2 separate regions of the Oryctolagus cuniculus genome follow, and region 1 is linked to region 2. The links are chromatin contacts, called in public Hi-C maps. All regions are on one chromosome and are shown on one strand. Each heading gives the region's core, a stretch centred on a gene start, on an enhancer-like site or on the middle of the called end of the contact. The rest is flanking DNA. Distances are from core to core; before and after follow the strand shown.

Region 1 (5,252 bases), core at 993-3,492, 200 kb before region 2:
AATCTAGCTATTGTGACCATTTGGGGAATGAACCAACAAATCTAAGGTCTCCTCCTGCCTCTCTGTCTCCCTCTCCCCATGTTGCTCTTTCAAGTGTCTGAAAAGTAAACTTTTTTTAAAAAAAGTAGGGACAATAATGCCTAACACATCTTCTGAGGATTAAATGATAAAATATTTAAAGCTCTTAGCCCATGTGCCCAACAAATGGCCACTGCTGTTACTGTAATTGACAATGATAATATAAATTAGAAAAATGTTAGGTGAACATCCTTCAAAATCCTAATGTGCAATTTAAAAAAAAAAAAGTCCTTAACTAAAATGGCCCTAGTGTCCATCCCAAGCTGTTGGTAAGATTCCTTTCTGTCTGGCAGCTGGATTGACCAGTTTGGTCCTAGATTTGCTTGTTAGAATATCTCAAACAACTTGTTTGCCGCTGATACTGTCGGGCTGTTTCTGACAGGGCCAAAGAGACCACAGAAGGCATTAAGCTGCGGAAGAGAAACTATGAACAAGATTTCAGAGAGGGAGAGATTTCCTATAATGGTTGGGACCACCCCCCTGCCAGTTTGATTTCCTGCGCAGATGTGTGTGTTGAAAAGATTGATGTGGGCACGACCTTAAGCCCCTGTTTGAAAATTACACATACAAATGGCCCTGTAATGGCACATGTGGAAGTCGGGGGCCCTGTGTTAATTACACTTGAATAGTGAGAGGGTGATAATTCACTGGCTCAGCCCCTGGTAGTTAATTTTGTTACATCCAGGGGAAAATTCTGTTGGGGTCTATGAGTAGCTGTGATGCAATTAGGCGGCAAGAAGGTTTTTGTCGGCACAGTTGCTATTGATTAGTATTTACTTTAAAAAGAGTAAAAGCTATTCCCTCGTGCCAGAGCTGACTAATATGTCAACGACAAGGCTCTGTGTTTCAAAGACGCGGAGCAGGCGTGTTTCATATATTATGAACCCCCTCCCCAAAAGAGAGTCCGGTATGGAAATCTTCCCAACTGGTTTTCATTACGCTCAAATAGAAAGGCATATAGCACAGCCAAGATCTCATTAAAGGAGAGAAGTCTTTTTGTAGATTTGCTTATTTATTTATGAAATGCCTCTGAAATATTTATAAACGCTTCCCTGATATTTGTCTGAAAATACATTTTAGGGCTGCTTTGGTGGAAGAGAGGGGGAAGATTGCAGGAGAGCATGCAGATGGAAGAGGGAAGAGACCGGGCCACCATTTGGCTCTGTGGTGGCGAAACGGAAGTGCCAGGGTAACAAATGTGTCACTAGGGGGTGCCCCAAGAACCAGGCAGACGCTAACCCGCTCAGCACAGGTGACCCAACTTGCTTGGATCTGTTCGGCAGAAGCAATGGCAATCACGAGCGCTCTGTTTAATTTTCCTGACAGAACCGGGGCAGATACAGACGCTCTGGGGGCCTTGATCACTTCCTTCACTTTTAGAGCTATTTATTAATTGAAATAATAGTTATGCTACCCCTTGCCTCAGACCTACTTTCATCTGTTTAGCAACTGCTTTCTACAAAACACAAAAGAGCTCGGCACTGACAGTCTTGTCTTAATTAACCATTGAATACCTTATAGAGCAGCTGTCACAACTCTTGTCACTTGAAAGAAGGCACAGTGGTCCCTGTTTAAAAAAAAAATAAAACAACATGAATACAGGGGAAAGAAAAAAAAAAGTTGATCTAATGAGCCGTCTTTGACGTGTCTTAAGAATTGCATTCTTTATCATCATATTTTACACTCACATGGCCATGCAAATCGGGGACTCTCTGGCTGCTTAGGAGAAAACCGAAGAATTTACATTTCTCCCTACTTTTGAGAAAGAGACATTGGTTGCCCAGTGGCTCAGGGAAGTGGTCCAAGATCAGAGATAATAACAGGGCTAAGACTGCCTGTCAGAAAGAAGAGGAGGGGCTGATGAGGGCTTATGTAACTGAATTCTTTCCAAGCCTTTCCAGCCCTGGGGGTGAATGGATCTCATCAGTGTGAAGACCAAGCCCCCAGAGTCCCACACCCTGCCCTGCTAGTGCCGTGCAGTCTGATTCAAGTCCCCTCTCCACCCCAGCATCCTTCTGAGTCCCCAGAGAGGTGGAGGTATTTTGTGAGTGTTGAGGAATCAGCCTGGGCTTCCCCTTGTCACTGGGTTCTGCTTGCTCTCCCTAGTTCTATTACTGTGTCCCCCGCCCCCGGCCTCGGCCACAGCTACCCACACCACTCCTGTGGTTCCTGACTGTCTCTCGTGGCCCTCTGCTCCTGCTCCTGGTTGGTGGGAAGCCCTGGCCACCGACCCTCTCCCGTCTTTCATTACTGTGACAGAATAGCAGCCCAGGCTGAAGAGGTCAGAAGCTTTCCATCTCTGTGCTCATTTAGGAGAATGTTTTGCAGAGTGTGCTTTGAGCCCCTGTGCATTCTAGAATCTGGTGAGATCTTTCCGTTCTTAGGTGCCACACTTTTTGCCCAAAGGCCCTTTGCAGATGGGATGGGTGGATTAAAATACCAGCCAGCATCTTGAAGAGCATCCACCCCTCTGAACCTGTTCCCGTCTGACTCGCAGACGTGTGGCGGGGGCTGTGGACCCTGCCGGGTTCTTTCACGGTGACCCTCATTTCCCAGCCCTGTCTCCTGACTTCATCTGCATTCTCCTACTGAAGCCATAGTACTTGTCTGTGCATGTGTGAATTCCCTTGTTGCTCCACTTCAAATCCATTCCCCAATGAGGAGGCTCTTTAGCCCTCATGGAAACCAGTATTTAAAAAGAACTTTGACTTATTCTACATACTGTGTGTGTGCAGTTCAGTTATATTTTAATAAGGACACTTATCATAAAGGTAAACCTTGCAAATGAGAAGGCCTTTAGGAAAACTCAGGATATATATTGGAGAGAATTAATGTACAAATGGCATACTAATTGGCTTGTTTCAAATATATTACTGCAGTTATGTGGTACTGGGGATGTTGCATAGGACATTGGTGCCTACTAATTAGATGCCTACTAATTTATTTGGCCTGCACATTCTTCCAGGGCCAACAAATGCTGTTCCCAACACTGAGTTTATGGCCCAAAATTCGTAGGCACTCGATGTGAACGGTAGGAAAAGTATAGCAACCTAAAGATTGCTCTTATTGACTTTTTGGGCTTCTAAGTGAAAAATATATAGTGATAAGACACTTTATCACTATATAAATATATATAGATAGCAAAACGTACCCCACCCTAAGCTTATCAAATCAATGAAACAGCAAAGTATTTTATAACAGGGATTTGCCATGGGAACTTGAACACGTTAAAAGCTATCACACTTTGTGCTACCTCATTTAAATCACTGTTGGATGAACTTTTAGAGACGGGCCTTCTTCTGTTTTACATAATTCTAAATTCATGGTGCCTAGGAAGGTAATCACCCCTGTAATAACTTGTGATTCCATTTATTGCAAATAAGGTGTTCTCTCGACTGTGAATTTAGGTTGGGGTGCCTGGTACATTCTGAAAGGCCGGCCTTACTATTTGCCACCTTTGCATGGCACTACACTTGGGGAAGTCATGGGTCGAATGGCATAAGTTTGCCAGTTGAATTTCTAACTATAGCAGAGCCTTGAAAGTCGGTGTTTAGGGCTGAGGAGGACTGGTGCAAAGCGAGTAGCAGCGGGACTCTGAGACTCCCCCACTCGCCCAGGGCAGGATGCTCCCGGAAGACCGTTCCTATAAAACTGCTTGCCAAATCGGCCAGGAGGGCCCATAAATGCATCCAACAATAGAAACAGCCGATCCTGCTGGGCTCTGCCAAGGCTGCCCCTGGGAAGGCAGTCACTGGTACTTGATCTACTCTGAAGCTGTAGCAAGAGAGCCTAAGGCCTGGCTTTGCTTGCCCCCTGCCTCAGTGGCCCTCTGTCCCTCACCCTGTTGTCCACTCCTGAGGACAGAGTGTGCATTGTCCTCTCCTAAAACGGTTGATATAAACATCAGGCTTGATGCTAACCTGTCACCTGCACTTGGCTACATGCCACCTTTGGGTGCGGGGCTCAGCCAGAAATTCAGGATGATGCCCGTGTGTCCACAGAGAAGATATAATCTATCCCCTGCATAAAACTCTAGGATTGGCCTCCTTTCTCCAAAGCACTCTTTTGTACAGTTTTATTTATCGTGTCTGGAAAGTATCGTCAACTGGGAGCTAATAAACTTGAGCATTTGCAAATCTGCCTTTCAGCAAGGAGTGTGTCCCTGGATTCAGAGCACTCCGCAGGCAGCCTCAGAAGAGAGAGCCTTCTGCCTGCTGGTGGGCTGGGCCGGCTCGCCAGAGCTGATGCCGTGCCTCTCTCTCCAGATCTGAATTCGGTAGCCTCATTCAGCCGCACTGGGTGTAGCTGTCACAGACCAGTGGGCAAATGCCACACATCAGGCTGTTCCTCTCAGAGTGCTGTTTTAAGGCCCTGGCTGACAGTATATCCTGGTGTGCCTTTCCCTCTCTTGCCAGCCTTCTTAAGAAGCATTAAACCGTCTTCCGGCTCCATGGAGCCCTGGGAAGCACTGCAGGATGGAGTCTGAGTAGGAGCAGGGACAAGCGCTGTCGCCCCTCTAGGCCTGCATTCGAAATGCAGAATGACAGATGCGAAAGTGAGATCCTAGGCCCTTGGCTGGTCTCATGTGTACAGGGAGATTTTCTCTCTCTTTCTGTCTCAAATGAACCTATAGGAAGCAGATCCACAGCTCACAAATTCTTATTAATGACATGAATGACATGGTAAATTTGGATTGTTCGGGGGGGGGGGGTCTTTCTAAATCATGAACTTGAGATAAGAATCCTTCAAACCTTCACCACAGAGTTCTTCTGGTGACCATATGACATGATCAAGGCAACTGTTTAAAAATTTGGGGTGAGCATTTGGGATGTGCCTTTTGGGGGTTCCTGGATTTGAGTCCTACCTCCTTTGTCAATTCCAGCTTCCTGCTGTCACCCACCATTGGAGAGAGCAGGTAATAGCTCAGCTGCTTGGGTCTCTGCCACCCACATAGAAGACCCAGACTGAGTTCTGGTCTCCTGGATTGGCCTGGCCCAACCCCAGCATTAGTGGACATTTGTGGAGTGAATCAGATTGCTCTCTCTCTCTTTCTCTTTCTCACTGTGCCTTTCAAATCAAATGAAAACAACTCCGTCTTTTTTAAACAAAATTTTATGAGGTAAAATATCCAAGGCTGAAAAGTATTATAGAAAGAGAAAAGTGATGTAGAGCTC
Region 2 (5,308 bases), core at 997-3,496:
TGTCTGTGACCCACTTCCTGCCTTGGTGAGAACAGTGTTAAATAATCTTGCTCTCGAATCTTGCTACTCAAAGGTTAGTCCTTGGATTGGACAGTTGGAATCACCTGGAAAGTTGTCAGAATTGTAGAATCTCCAGCCCAACCCAGACCCACTGAATCAGAGTTTGCATTTTTAATAGGACCTTGGTGCAATTCATCTGCACATTCAACTTTGAGAAGCACTAACCTAGAGACTTGTGGGAAATGATAATTAAAGATGCTGACTGAGTAGTTCTAGTATAGTGTAAGATCATTTCTGGGTAAAAGCAGTTCTCCTACTTTAGCTGGAGAGTAAGAATCATAATTTTTATATAAAAAATGTGTAGCAGTTTCTACCCACTACAAATTTCAAGATTGGTAGCTTGAACTAGGACATGAGTCTTTCCTCTAGCATTCAAGATTGCTTTTGGACTTCTAAGCTGGGAGTGTGTTTGTGCACAGGCACACAATTGATGAAGATAAAGATGTTTTCCAGATGACTGTTCCATTTGCATGTACATAAACAAAATTGTGAACATAATTGGAAAAAAGCTAGTCTATGACTTTATTAGAAACTACTGTTGGGCACTGTCGAGAAGGTTACAGGAACCTCATTGTGTTTTCATTTTATTTCCTTTCTAAAAATACAATTTTGGTTTGTTTTTTAACATGCAAAACAATTTGCACAATTTATGTGGATGCAAACAATAAGGAATAGATGAAGTTGTGGTTTTCATAGCTGTGCTTGCCGGGGCTTCTGCTTTCTATAGACAGTCTCCAAGGAAGTTCTTTTCAGTCTGCTGGAAGACGCTCAGTGAAGCTCTTTGGAGAAACCCTGAGTTTTACCACCCAGCTGTTGCAGGAGAGCCAGACAAGAAAGTGAGCAAAGAGGAAGCTGATTTCCAACTCCCTGTGCCAAATCACTTTGTTGATAGAAGTTTCTTAGTATCTGTGCTTCCAAGCTTCTACCACTGAAATTCTCTGCCCTCATTTTTAGCTCCTTTCCTCCTCACTGTGTCCTTCTATGATGGATTCTTGCTCCTTATAATTCTTCCCAAGTAAATGACTGAATATTGGAAGTTTGGCCAAGGGTCTGCATCACAGAACCTGCTAGATAAGACATAGGATCATTTTATAGCAGTTGAAGATATTCTTCTCTAGCAGGAAAAAAAAAAAACTAGAATTGGAGAATCTTAGAAGGTCTAACAGTTCTCAACAGCCATAGTCAATCAACACAGCCAGCAAAGGTAGCCTGGTAAAATTCAAAACTCATTTAATGAGAAGTCCAAAAGGCTTGAGTTATAATTGCACCCTTGCCCATAATTAGCTAAAAGATTTGGGGCACATTCTTCCAACTCTCAAGGGCTGAATGGCACTTGTAGGAGGAGAGGACCTGGTACAGCCTCTTCTTCCCTTCCAATGTAAGAATTCTATTGTTTGGGGGCTGGCGCCATGGCTCACTGGGTTAATCCTCCGCCTGTGGCGCCGACATCCCATTTGGGCACTAGGTTCTAGTCCCGGTTGCTCCTCTTCCAGTCTAGCTCTCTGCTGTGGCCCAGGAGGGCAGTGGAGGAATGCTTGGGCCCCTGTACCTGCCTGGGAGACCAGGAAGAAGCACCTGGCTCCTGGCTTCGGATCGGCGCAGCACCAGCTGTAGTGACCATTTGGGGCATGAACCAATGGAAGGAAGACCTTTCTCTCTGTCTCTCTCTCACTGTCTGTAACTCTACCTGTCAAATAAATAAATAAAAAAGAATTCTATTGTTTGGTCTACAAAAGAATGAGAGAACATTTCTAGTGCAGGGATGATCTTGTTAAAGGGCCTCCTTTTCCACCTGGTCACATGTCACCACAGTATGTCGTCCGATGGAAAAGCCACAGGCCCACTGTAACATCCCAGATTTCCCACAAATACACATTTTCTATGCGGAGGCAAAAAATTTGTTTTAGAAAGAGAGAGGTAATTAAGAAGTATTCATCTGATTGCTGGATTTCCGTAGGACCCATGTTTGCCCAAGGAGAACACCTCCCTCACTCTACTCCCTTACCTATAAAATCTTAGCAGCAGGCAATTATTACTCTGCAGTTGCAATCCTGCTATAAGGCTTGCCTCATAGAAATCAGGTGCCTTCCTTGGAGAAGAAAACGATCATAGCAGCTCCTAAGAACTGTGCCCTGCTTATGTGGCAGGGACCAGGACAAGGGTCTGTCACTCATCTCTCTGTGCTCTTGTGGACACTGTGAGATGAAGATGTGTGGTGACTGACTCAGGTGCTCCCAGCTGGCTCGGATGACTCGGGGTTTGCACGCAGTCAGTCCGAGGACATTACCTCACCTCCCTCCTGTAGGAATATTGCTCAGGGCTGAATATAACTCGGTTGGGGAGGAGAGGAAAGTGAGAAGCCTGGAATGTTTGGGGGAGTGTATTCTAGAATGTTCTGTTCACTTTGGCTCTCTCCCTCCTCCTTGCCACTGCTCAGTCTCAGTTTCACAAAACTCTTCAAATATCCATTCAGTGTTCTCTGAGGACTGGGAATGCTGTCAGTAGGAACCAAGAATTTTAAGTGCAGAGTTAAACATTCCCTCTGTCATCTTGCCAAGCTGATAAAAGGCGCCATTGGTTTTCATAGTGGGTAAAGTGTGGGGTGGGAGTAGGAGGAGCGGAGAAGCCCTTCCCTCAACCAGATGATCTTTCAGCTTGCGGCTGGGCTCTGGCTGTGGGGGGCCAGAATATGTACTACCAAAGGATAAAATTCCTGGGCTCCCCTGGCATGGACTGCTGGCCTGATGACATTTGTTTCCCCGTGGAAAATGGTGTATTAATAACTGCCTTACACACTTACTACACACCCTACAGAATTTTAGAACAATTGGGTGTAATCTTTTCTTGCAGGTGAAGCCTTGGCCACAATCTGAAAACCGGGAGAGGAGGTGAAAAAAATTGTCCTTTCCTCGCTGATTGGTGTCACCTAAGCTTTCTTTTTTTCCTCCTGCCTAACCCAAGTGCAGAGTATCCACTCTGACTGCTGCATAGGGTACAGATCCAGTAGCCATGGACAGAGAATTCAGGTTTTCTAGACCAAGAGACAGGATTTTCATCTTCAAGATATTTTTTCCAGAGAGGAGAGAAATCTGCCCTAAGTAAAGCGACTGAAGGACAATGTGCATTCTAATCCTGAATGTTGTGTTCTTAAATCTGGATGCTGGGGCACCCAGGTCAGGAAGAGAAGCTGGGCACTAATAGTCATGAATAGCTTCCTGGAAGCAATAGGAATGGAGCCAGATTTGTGCACTTTGGAAGGAAGGCTAGACTTGCAGCCTCCAGAGGATCTGCCAGAGCTTAAATTGGGCCAGGTCCATCTTCTAATGCTTTGCAGTACACTGGCGTCCTTCAGTGCAAATGACTACAAAGGTTAGGCGGCTACCTTAAACAGGCTGGACATCTTAAAAAGATAAGTTCAAACAAATCTCAACCATTAACAGGCCCTGATGATAAATGATAATTGATACATGGCCTCAGTTCCACTAGATAGGAGGCAGTGGTATGGATTATATCAACTGGAGACTATGTGTACTGGCTAAAGATGGCATCCCTCATATTGACTGAGCTGAATTGTGTAACACAGGAATATAGGCCTATGTTACCATATTTTCTATTTCTAGAATAGATTTTTTGAAAGGAAACATCTGGGTGTTTAGATGTTCAGTTTTTTGAAAGTCTTAGACAACCATTTGTAATTCAAACAGAGCATGTTGGGGACCACTGGTGTGTCACTTGTGGAATAAGTCTTCATTTCTTAATCAGAACAATGATAAGTTCAGCATGTCTCATTTCAGGTGTGAGTTCCATTTGAAAATATCAGCCATTCTTCCCAAGATAACAAATATCACTTCTAATATTCATAAAAGGAAATATACTGTCATTGACATTTCATATTTCATTTATTAAAAAGTCTTATTAGACTACTTAACACAAACTGGTTTTATTGTACAGTTGCAGGAAAAAAAGATACTTGAAACCACTGCTATTATAATTTAACGCATCTTGAGAGTGAGCATGGGAGGGCTAAGGAATTTATTGTGTTATTATCATGTAATTTGTTTCAGTCAGAGTGTCATAATTTTTTTTATCTTTCTAGTAAGTCATGGAGGCAAAGGAGTGTTACAGGAAGCTGTTGTAAAACCTAGAGGGCTGATGAGAGGCTAAACCATGTGTACCAAAGGGGACTGTTATCTCCCTGAAGTCCTTGAGCTAGAGGGTAGCAGGACCAAAGGAGACAGTAGGGTGGAAAGAACAAGGAGTGGCTGGGACAGAATCAGTTAGTTACCATTAGAAGGTGCTTTGCACAGACAGGTGATCTCTGTCGAGCCTCCTCATTGACTGTAGAGCAGCTCTCCAAAGATTGGCCTGTTCATGGTATGTGTGTATGTAAAGATTAGGACACAGCAAGGGGAAAGAAGGGTCACAGTAAGGTGCCCATTATTGCAGCTGGCTTCTAATTAGCTGCTGCTTAAAGCTGTCCTTCTTCTTCAGTACTGTCGACAAATTTTTGACATTTATTCATTATACATTTATTTGATAAATCTGCATTGATTACCCTTCTGTGCTGGCAGCTCTTTGGGCAAAAAAGAAGTTGGTTGTTAAGAAAGAAAGATGTATTGTCTGGGGCCTGCAGAAGTATGCAATTTTAGAGGCAGGAGTGTGGATGTACATCAGCCGCGTATCCCTGGTGAAATACTGAAATACACATGACCTTGAGAACACCAAGGCTGTGTTGGAAGCTGCACCATGGAAAGATGCGAGTGGCCCATCTTTATGAGGCCTTACAGAGTCAAAATCTCCTCTGCAATAAATGTGCCTCAATTGGGCTGCAGGCTAGAGAAGCCCAGACACGTGTTAAAAGGAGCCCTGGAATTCTGGTCTCACACACTGAGTCCATCTGCATGACCCATGAAGCAAGGAGCTAACTTTCGCACAGCTACTTCTAAGGGATGGAATTGGAGGGGTCTTCTCTGAGACCCCTTTCTGTCAACTGTACCCTGTAACCTAGAGGTTTGGAGGTTTGCCTAAAACTCCCTCCCTCCTTCTTCTCTGGCCTGGGGCCAGTGCAGGAGGAAGGGCCCTGGTTTTCAGAGGTACCACAAGAGCCATTCAGAAGGCCCAAGGCAGCCCTCCACTGCTCATGGAGGGAATTGGTCTTCAACAATGAGAATGTGAGTAAATGCACCCGAAGACCACCTGACCATGAACAGTCAACTGCCTGACTCATAGTTCTGACTTTACTAGAGAC

The links. A called contact is a pair of places that touch in the nucleus more often than the background predicts.
Region 1: a Hi-C map of an unstated tissue shows a contact between it and region 2, with 5 times the contacts expected there. The contact joins two enhancer-like sites. A contact is called at or near these places in 2 of 6 Hi-C or Micro-C datasets (ear pinna and an unstated tissue).

The regions. Positions count from the first base shown.
Region 1 is chr12:83,817,236-83,822,487 of mOryCun1.1, reverse strand. The region is part of intron 2 of RORA (RAR related orphan receptor A); the gene reads left to right. Among named protein-coding and RNA genes, the nearest start is that of RORA, 340 kb to the left of the region's middle. Within about 2 kb of position 2,242, at least 1 of the 8 cell types and tissues checked has an H3K27ac peak or open chromatin away from gene starts, as enhancers often do.
Region 2 is chr12:83,619,214-83,624,521 of mOryCun1.1, reverse strand. The region is part of intron 2 of RORA (RAR related orphan receptor A); the gene reads left to right. Among named protein-coding and RNA genes, the nearest start is that of ICE2, 240 kb to the right of the region's middle. Within about 2 kb of position 2,246, at least 1 of the 8 cell types and tissues checked has an H3K27ac peak or open chromatin away from gene starts, as enhancers often do.